3 separate regions of the Mus musculus genome follow, and regions 1 and 2 are each linked to region 3. Evidence: chromatin contacts called from public HiCAR-type and promoter capture Hi-C data. All regions are on one chromosome and are shown on one strand. The core of a region is the stretch at or near the end of the contact, and the rest is flanking DNA. Distances in the headings are between cores, read along the strand shown. Region 1 holds the start of Ambp (alpha 1 microglobulin/bikunin precursor). Region 2 holds the start of Kif12 (kinesin family member 12). Region 3 holds the start of Hdhd3 (haloacid dehalogenase-like hydrolase domain containing 3).

Region 1 (2,700 bases), core at 69-2,568, 650 kb after region 3:
AGCATATTTAGGGCAGAGGTGTGCAGAGTCCCCCTTCCTTACACAAGGTCTGCTCCACAGAAGTAAAGTGTCTGAGATGCCCCTGTGAGTAGGTAGAGTCCAGGTTGCATATTCTGAGGTCACCAGCTATCGCTGCCTTGGAAAATGAAGCTTGGGTTTTACACCTTTCATGGCAGTGTCTGCCACCTTGTGAGGCAGCCAGCGGAAGTGCCATGGAGACCCTACAAACCTGGTGGGACCTTCTGGGACCAGTCAACCACCTCTTCCTCTTGACAGCAGTCAGATAGAGCTGACCTTCCAGCCCCTGGACCTCCAGCACACCTGTTCCTTGTCCTAAGGTATAGAAAATCACCGGGAGTGTTCTGAAAACCCCTCAGATAGATCATGGAGACAGCGTTGAGGTGGACAGGGTCCCTACACAGACAATTTTATGATTCAGGACAAAGCTGGGGTTGCTTTGTTAAGAAAGAAAGAAAGAAAGAAAGAAAGAAAGAAAGAAAGAAAGAAAGAAAGAAAGAAAGAAAGAAAGGAAGGAAGGAAGGAAGGAAGGAAGGAAGCATGTAACTCTACAACACACACACACGTACATGCAAGGGCATGTGTATGCAAACAAAAATATTTGCACATAGACACATATGCATAGACACATAGTGACATGTCTGCCACAGGCCAAGGTGCCCTTAGACTCACACTTCGTAATTTCCCCAATCCCATCAACCAGTGTCCTACCTCTCTTCCTCACACAATCCCACAAGCCTGTCCACAAAGCTCACAGGTTCATGTCCACCCTATGCCACCTGCCATATGTGGATTCCTCTGGGGACCCATGAGGACAGCGCAGATTTGGAAGGCACTAGGCTTACAGGGGGCCCCAAAGAATGAATGGCAGGTGAGGGAGCTGTATCTTCAGAGAATCTCAGAATAACCTAACAGCCTGGCCAGGAAAGTCTCCTAGAGATTGAGATGCCATCTACAAGATAGGAAAGATGAGTACTCCCAAGACAGGACAGGCAGGCCTTAGCTGGCAAGGCCCAGGAGCATGGGCATACCACCACTGTGATCACCTCTGCCAGAGAGGCCAGCCTTACCCGGGACTCACTGAAGTTCTCCTGAACCTGGATATCTGGCAGTGTTGACGCAGGGTCAGCCCTCGAAGCGAGGCAGGCAGTCAGCAGCAGGAACAGGGTCCTGAGACCCTGCATGGCTCTGTGGTCTTTGGTCTTTGATGTCTCTCTCACAGCTCAGTGTGGGAGCAGGGATTACTTCCCCGGCAGTGGCAGCTACAAACTGAGGCTGGGGAAGGATCCGGAGGCAAATGATGACCTTGGTGTTTGCTTTGCTCAGCCAAGGCCAATCAGGGTCTTGGGCCAGCTCTAATCGATCCCTACAGCCCAGCCCAGGTCCAACTCTGTGGACAGGAAGCCATGGTTACTGACTCTGAAGGGACGTTGACCAAGCACAATAGAGTTCAGACCCTAGAAAGGTTTCATTAAAGGTCAACTTTCCCCAGGGAGAACAGGGGATGGGGCAGTCAGGCAGTGTCTGGCCTGTCCCTCCAGTTCTTCCCCCAAGATCTCAGAAGATACAGGTAGCCTGGTTCTGGCTTCTTTCTCATATAACAAAACTAAGGCCCAGGGAAGTTGGCTATAGAGCAAAGCATCCTTCCTCCCAAGACTCTCCCTCTGGTCTCCAACCTCTCATAGCCATTAAGATAATCAGGACAGGGAGAGATGCTATCCCTTCACCGAGCCACACTGGTTTCCCACAGTGAAACCATCAGTACCCAGATGAACCCCCAGGCTCACCTCAGAAGCATGTGCAGATGCCTTTCACTGATATAAGTTTTCACTCTCCTGGATTGACAAGACCCACTAGGGCTCCACCGTAAGAAAGGGAACAGAGCCTCCAAAGCCAGGCAGCTTCCTGTGGTCTTCCTGCTGTGTGCGCTTGAAAAGAATGCTGAGCCCTCTGTGCTCATTTCTTCACCAATAAACGCTGTTAACACAAGTACCTGGATCCTAGCTTTGGGGTGAAGGTTGAAGGGGTGAATGCCAACAGGCAACAGCATTGTTCTTAGGGTGTGGTAAGAGTTGAAGGGTCATTGTGACCTCCGTAAGATATATGTTCCTGTCGCTCCAGTTGCTCCAGAACCATCAACAGGATGATACTTTTAGACTAAACCAGTTCAAGGAAGTTTGGAGAGAGGACACACTTTGTATCATTCCTAATGATTTAGGGTTTTTTATAACAGCGCCTAAAGAAGGTAACACAGTAACATTTTGATTTAAAACCTGCAACATTTTTTTTTTTTTGAGACAGTGTCTTATATAGCTCTAGGCTGCCCTTGTACTGGATTTGTAGCCAGCTCTGCCTTGAATATCTGACCCTCCTCATGAGTTCTAGAATTACAGGCATGAACTACAGCTACACCTGGTTTATGCTGGGGGGTGGGGGGTGGGGGTGGGGGGAGTTAAACCTAGGGCTTCCTGCATGTTGGACAAGAGCGCTACCAATTGAGCAACATCCCTAGCCTCTAGATTTATATACTCTAATGGGAGATTTTTAAACCCACATCTGTTTGCATCAGAGCTCCTCCCGTCCATGGTGCTATGATCCCTCTCCACTCTCTTCTCTCTCCTCCAGGGGTTCCAGCCATTGTCCTTCCTCCTCCCTGATTCCCTCACGGCACACTCCTTCATA
Region 2 (2,793 bases), core at 110-2,609, 670 kb after region 3:
GGTCCTCTGCATGATGCCAGCCAGGCTTGGGGGGACGGGCACCCCTTCCCCCTGGGGGCAAAGACAGTTGCGGCTGCAGCAGGAGCTTCAGCGGCAGCTTCTTTGCGGAGCACTAAATGCTCCAGAAGCCATGCCACAGGCCCCATTGAAATCTCATTGAAATCTCACAGTTCGTAGTCCATCCACGCCACCCTACAGACGAACTAACTAAAAGCAAGTAAGAGAAGCTGCCCAAATTAGAACACAAAGGCTCCAAACTCTGCAAGTCCTTGTCTTTGTTCCTCAGATACCAGGTCTGTGAAACAATGGGGTGGGACAGCATTATCCACGCCCCTTCCAGCCCGGAGTCCCATCCACAACCCGGCTTCACCAGGCTGCCCACCTGCGGAGGAGGTCCAGTCAGAGTGTAGGTCTTCCCAGAACCAGTCTGGCCAAACGTGAAGACCGTGCAGGAGAAACTGTAGGCAGCAAGGACGTGGCTGAGCCTGAGAAGCGGGCTCCAGGCGGTGTGAGAACCCAAGCCCTGCGCAGCCCAAGCATCACTCACCCGCGCAGCGCCAGCTCACCCAGGCGCTTCACACCGCAAGCTCTGAACACGTCCTCCTGCGTGCGCGCCCCGTCCAGTACGGCGCCAAAGCGGAACGCCACATCGGGGCTCACCTTGAGAGAGGATGGAGTAGGGGCGAGGCACCATGTAGGGATGGTGCATTGGGAAAGGCAGGCACTCTGGATTGAGCAGAGTCACTAGGAGGGGTGGGACATTCTGCTGTGGGAATCCTGGGGAGACGGAAGCAGAGAGGGGTCCTAAAGCAAGGTTGCTCCAGTTGGACGCATGGGTCTCCTCCTCAGATTCTTTTGCGGGGTTGGAAAGGCTTCTTACCTGCAGAGTCCTGGTCCCCGAACAGTGCAATGCACTCTGCTCCCCTCGACGCAGCTCCACTGTGCTCATGGGACGCACCCTGGCACCCAAAAACAGACAAGATGGTCTATACGGATAGTGCTTTCGGTCCCTTCCTGGCCCAGGTGCCTCCTAGTGGACCCATACTTACCTGAGCACCACTTGAATGGGAGTTTCTGATCCTTCTGGCCCTTGCTCCAGGTTCCGTGCTGGGTCTCTGTGGCCACATGAGAATTACCACCCCTGCCTTTAGTCGCTGTCCTCTGGGAGAGCTTCAGGGTATCCGCAACATCAAACAAGTTGTACTTACCCATCGGGAGACCCACGTTCCTCCATGTCTTGTAGTGGACAGGATTTCTTTCCCTTTCTAATATGCCTTACCCTCACCACAGCATGACTGTTCAGACACACCTTATATCCATCTCCCTCCCCAGTCTCCCACAGCCAGTCATCCAGAAATACTGCAGCCTGCCCAGAGCTAGCAAGTTAAAGATTTACCCACCCCACCTGTGAGGTGGGAAGTTCCATGCCAGGGCATTCCAGCTAGGGGGGTTTCTAGAGTCTAAGGATCCTTTGCTTTGGACAGTTTCCTCTAGAGAGATCTAAAGGATTACCCAGACCACCTTCTTGTGTCTCAAAGACATAAATCAGGGATGGAAAGGGCTCAGCTAAGGCCACAGAGCCAGAGAAAGAACGAGGCTCTTCTGGCACATACCCTCTGTCTCCTAATAGCTCAACCTTGCCTTAGCACAGAGCCCAGGGAGTGGAGGACCACAGAAAACCTAGCTGCCTGGTTGGCCTCTGGGCTGAGCTGACATCAGCTTCCCAACATCTGGTTAAATATTGGTGCACCTGCCTCTGGCAAGCTAATGCTAATCCACAGCCAGTGTGGTGTTTAACTCCATTGGCCTGGCTCACCAAAGCAGCAACAGCAGCAGAGATGTCTGTGAGCACGCTCAGGCTGCACCACCACTTTTCCCTGCCAGTCTCCATGATGATCCCAGGCCTGATAAATCCTAAGTAAGCCTGCCTATTGCTGCAGATGAGAGGAGCAGGAATAACCCAAGGGTATGGAGTCTTTGGGGGAAGTGCAGAGACTTGAAGCTGGGGGTGTGTGGAGTGAGAGGGCAGATGAGGAACTCAAAGTGAAGCACACAGTTCAGTAAGGTAGGGAAGAGGTGCAAAGATGGGGCATGGAGAGGTGTTTGGGGCTGGTGAGGGCTCCATTTTCTGGCCTCCTCAGAGAACCAGGAAGGCACTCAGAGTCACAAACAGAGAACTGACAGGTTGCCATTCTTGAACCAGCAAGAGGAGAGGAGCAAAAGAGAACACAGAAGGTATCATGGGCAATGTCTGTCGTGGGGCAGTCTAAGTTTGGGACTTCACTCTGGGCTAGCAGTGGAGGCGACGAGAAGGTCAGACCCTGGAAAGACTCATGTAGATGAATATTAAGAGGGGTAAGTATAACTGTCAAGACCTACTGTCTTTCTCTCGCTGTCTCTCTCTGTCTCTATCTCTATTTGTCTCTCTGTCTCTCTCTGTCTCTCTGTCTCTCTGTCTCTCTCTCTTTCTCTCTCTCTCTCTCTCTCTCTCTCTCTCTCTCTCTCTCTCTCTCTCTGTGTGTGTGTGTGTGTGTGAGTGTGTGTGTGTGTGTGTGTGTGTGTGTGCGCACACACATACTATGGCACAAATGTGGAGGTCAGTGGACAATCAGGTGTCAGTCTTGCCTTCCACTAAGGACAAGGGCAGATCTAGCTCTCTTGTCAGAGTGCCTAGCATGAATGAAGCCCTAAATCTAGTCCCCAATATCACAAAAACTAGGCACACACCCAAAGCCCTAACACTTAGGAGGTAGAGGCAGGCATGAGAAATTCAAGGGCATCCTTGGCTGTGTA
Region 3 (2,700 bases), core at 188-2,687:
ATACTAAGGGTTTCTCTGTAGACCAAAAACCTATAAAACAAGCACAGTGAAGTTGGTATGTGCCATGAGGCTATAAATCTGGAACCAAAGTCAGTCTTTGAACTCAGGGAATTTCCTTAGCAGGTTGAGGAATCCCGAGGAAAGAACATACAGAAAAAATATATATAAACTTCCTTGAGGCTGGGCAAAGTCTAGTGCTCTGGGCAGAGCTGAGCTCAGGTGCATAGCCCTGTAGGTCAAAGTCAGGAAGCAGTTATGCCTGCCATTATCTGTATGTGGTTTTGCCTCCATGTATATAAGTGCACCTCCGTCACGCCTGGTGCCTGTGAAGCCAGAAGAAGGTGTCAAATGCCCTGGAACTGGAATTTCAGACATTTGTGAGCTGTCACATGGGTGCTGGGAATCGAACCTGGGTCCTCTGGAAGAACAGCAGTGCTATTAACTTCTGGGCCATCTCTCCAGCCCATGACCCTTTTACAATTATTAGAAAATGGTGCCCTTGTTTAAGAAACCCATATTTATATTTGAGTATGCTTGACTTTCCTCAGAGTCCTTCTTTCCCCCCTAACCCTCATGCTTAATCCTGCATTAAAATGTTATTAATAAAATTTCCAACTTGGCTTCATTTAAAAAAATTACTAGTAATGTCAAAAAAGAGAAAGGTTCCTGGAGACTCTGACCAACAACATAACTGGTGAGGAGCTGGTGGAACCAGAGAGGGGCTGTGAACCTGCCAACAGCCTGGATTAGAACCCAAATGTCCAGACTCTAGCCAGGGCTGCCTTTGCTTACCCATGTTTATATTCTTTTAAAAGTTGGATTATGTTGAGCCTGGGAAGAGTGGGACAGAAGACAGTCCGTTCCAACTTGGCTCTGAGCTGCAAGTTCTCCCTGGAGTTATTAGTGCCAAATACCCAACTGTCAGTTCTCTGCCTGGAGTCAGAGACTGATTGCAGGTTTGTCTCCAGACAGAGGGGACTGCTTAGCTGTGTCTTTCAATCTGTGGGGTCCGGGGTTCATTCAGAATGCAGCCAAACAAAACAGAGGTGAGGAGGGGTGTGGGGGCGGGGCGCGTAAAGAAATGTGACAAAGAAGAGATTTAAGTCAGCTCGAAATAGTGAGACAACTTTAAAAGGGCTCTCATCGAGCAGGTAGGTAGGCTGAGGCCCAGCCAGGAACCAGACTGGTTCCGAAAGTCCTCTGGATGTCTCAGGACAAAAGTCATAGCGGGGCTGGGGCTCCGCTGCAGGACTGACTACCCTAAAAGCAGCGGGACGCGAGACTGGAGCCTCCGGGGCCAAGTCCACTGCTGGCTGGCCTCCAGCGTCCCCAGCTCGACTGCACGGATTCCCACGGTTTAGCACCCTCCACCCAGCCCCGGGCCTCCGCACCCACCTGGCTCGGGAAAAGAGACCTGAGACGCAGCGGCTGCTCCACCGGCTCTATGTAGGCGATCAGTAGCTCGCGACCCTCGGACTTGCCATTGATTCTCGCCCCGCCCCACTCTAGGCGTCACCAAGCTCCTCCCTCGCGCCCGTCACTCGCCACGCTGAGTCTTGGGCCTCTTGTCCCTTAGGTTACCCCGTAGCTTCCCTGCTCCCTGTCTCACGCCCTCTCACCGTCCCCTGGCTTCTTAAGGTCACTGTCTCACCCCTCATCACGTTCCTCCCCACTGCCCTTATACTCATTATCACAACCCAGGTGTTCTCTTTGCTTCTCATCTCTATCCCCCGGCCCCCGCCTCCGTGGGATGGAGACACTTAGGGGACCTAGACTAACTTGGGAATGGCAATGGCGGGGAGTGGGGTTAGGGCTCAGGCCGGCTCCCCAAACGCAGTGAGGACTCCAGCAAGGCTCTGTCCCTTTCTGTTCTGAGAGACCCCAGTTGGTTCTAGAAGGGAACTTCTTGTCTCACACACACAGTTTGTTGACTGCAATAACCTAGACACTTGGTTTTAAGATAGGGTCTCACTATGCAGGCAAACGGGTCCTGAGCATCTTCCTGCCTCAGCCTCCCAAGTGCTGGGATAATGGGCGTGCCACCGCCGTGTCTGTCTAACCTAGTTTCTCTCTGTAAAAAAACAAAAAACAAAAAACAAACAAACATTTAAAGGAAAGAAGAGTTTCCCTTTAAATGCGGTTTTCATAACTGAAATACACGTTTATATTCAAAAGTACCGTTGAAAGCAAAAAAGCAAAGCTTTCCTCTCAACCTAGTTGATTCGTGAGGTGCCAAGTAAGCACCTGTATTCTGTGTCTGACGCGTGGATAGAGCAGGAAAATGTCAGTTTCCTGCCTACGCGAACATGGGAGGATCAGGCAAAAACCAAGTTCATAACGGAAATGAGCTGTAAGTGCTGCCAAGGAATTGGCTGGGGGGCAGGGGCAGGAGGGCTTCCCTCTGCTCTTTTCTTCCCCTCCCCCACAGGTACCCTCTTAAAACATCTTCTGTTATCTCCTGGCTCTGTGGACTTTAGATGGACTCAACTCCCTCTCCCTGGGCCTCAGAAAGCAAAGTGCAAAGTCACAGAGCAGTCAGCTCACCTGCCAGACTGGTTTTGCCGAACAAGCTTGCTCCTCAGAAATGGAGGTAGAAAGGATAGCCAGGACATCAGAGGCCCACCTGTTCTTCAGAGAATCCTGGAATCCCTGACTGTATCTCTTTTCAGGGTCACCTCAAACCTAAGCCTGTAGGTTCTG

Evidence for each region. Promoter capture Hi-C pulls out the DNA fragments that hold promoters and counts their contacts. HiCAR-type assays count read pairs that join an accessible place to other places.
Region 1: a contact with region 3 is called in a promoter capture Hi-C map of liver, with 2.1 times the contacts expected there. The contact joins the promoter of Ambp here to the promoter of Hdhd3 in region 3. A contact is called at or near these places in 1 of 39 promoter capture datasets (liver), 1 of 484 Hi-C or Micro-C datasets (liver) and 1 of 115 datasets of contacts at active chromatin or transcription factors (bone marrow-derived macrophages).
Region 2: a HiCAR-type map of kidney shows a contact between it and region 3, with 2.6 times the contacts expected there. The contact joins the promoter of Kif12 here to the promoter of Hdhd3 in region 3. A contact is called at or near these places in 1 of 39 promoter capture datasets (the C10 cell line), 2 of 115 datasets of contacts at active chromatin or transcription factors (double positive thymocytes and kidney) and 1 of 9 other capture datasets (adipose tissue).

Annotation. Positions count from the first base shown.
Region 1 is chr4:63,152,854-63,155,553 of GRCm38.p6, forward strand. It overlaps Ambp (alpha 1 microglobulin/bikunin precursor), which reads right to left and starts at 1,319. Exons shown (of 10, transcript NM_007443.4): 1 at 1,089-1,319. The coding sequence starts at 1,202.
Region 2 is chr4:63,170,772-63,173,564 of GRCm38.p6, forward strand. It overlaps Kif12 (kinesin family member 12), which reads right to left and starts at 1,360. Exons shown (of 19, transcript NM_010616.3): 1 at 1,209-1,360; 2 at 1,050-1,115; 3 at 881-959; 4 at 548-660; 5 at 383-458; 6 at 1-51. The coding sequence starts at 1,234.
Region 3 is chr4:62,500,763-62,503,462 of GRCm38.p6, forward strand. It overlaps Hdhd3 (haloacid dehalogenase-like hydrolase domain containing 3), which reads right to left and starts at 1,438. Exons shown (of 2, transcript NM_024257.1): 1 at 1,396-1,438.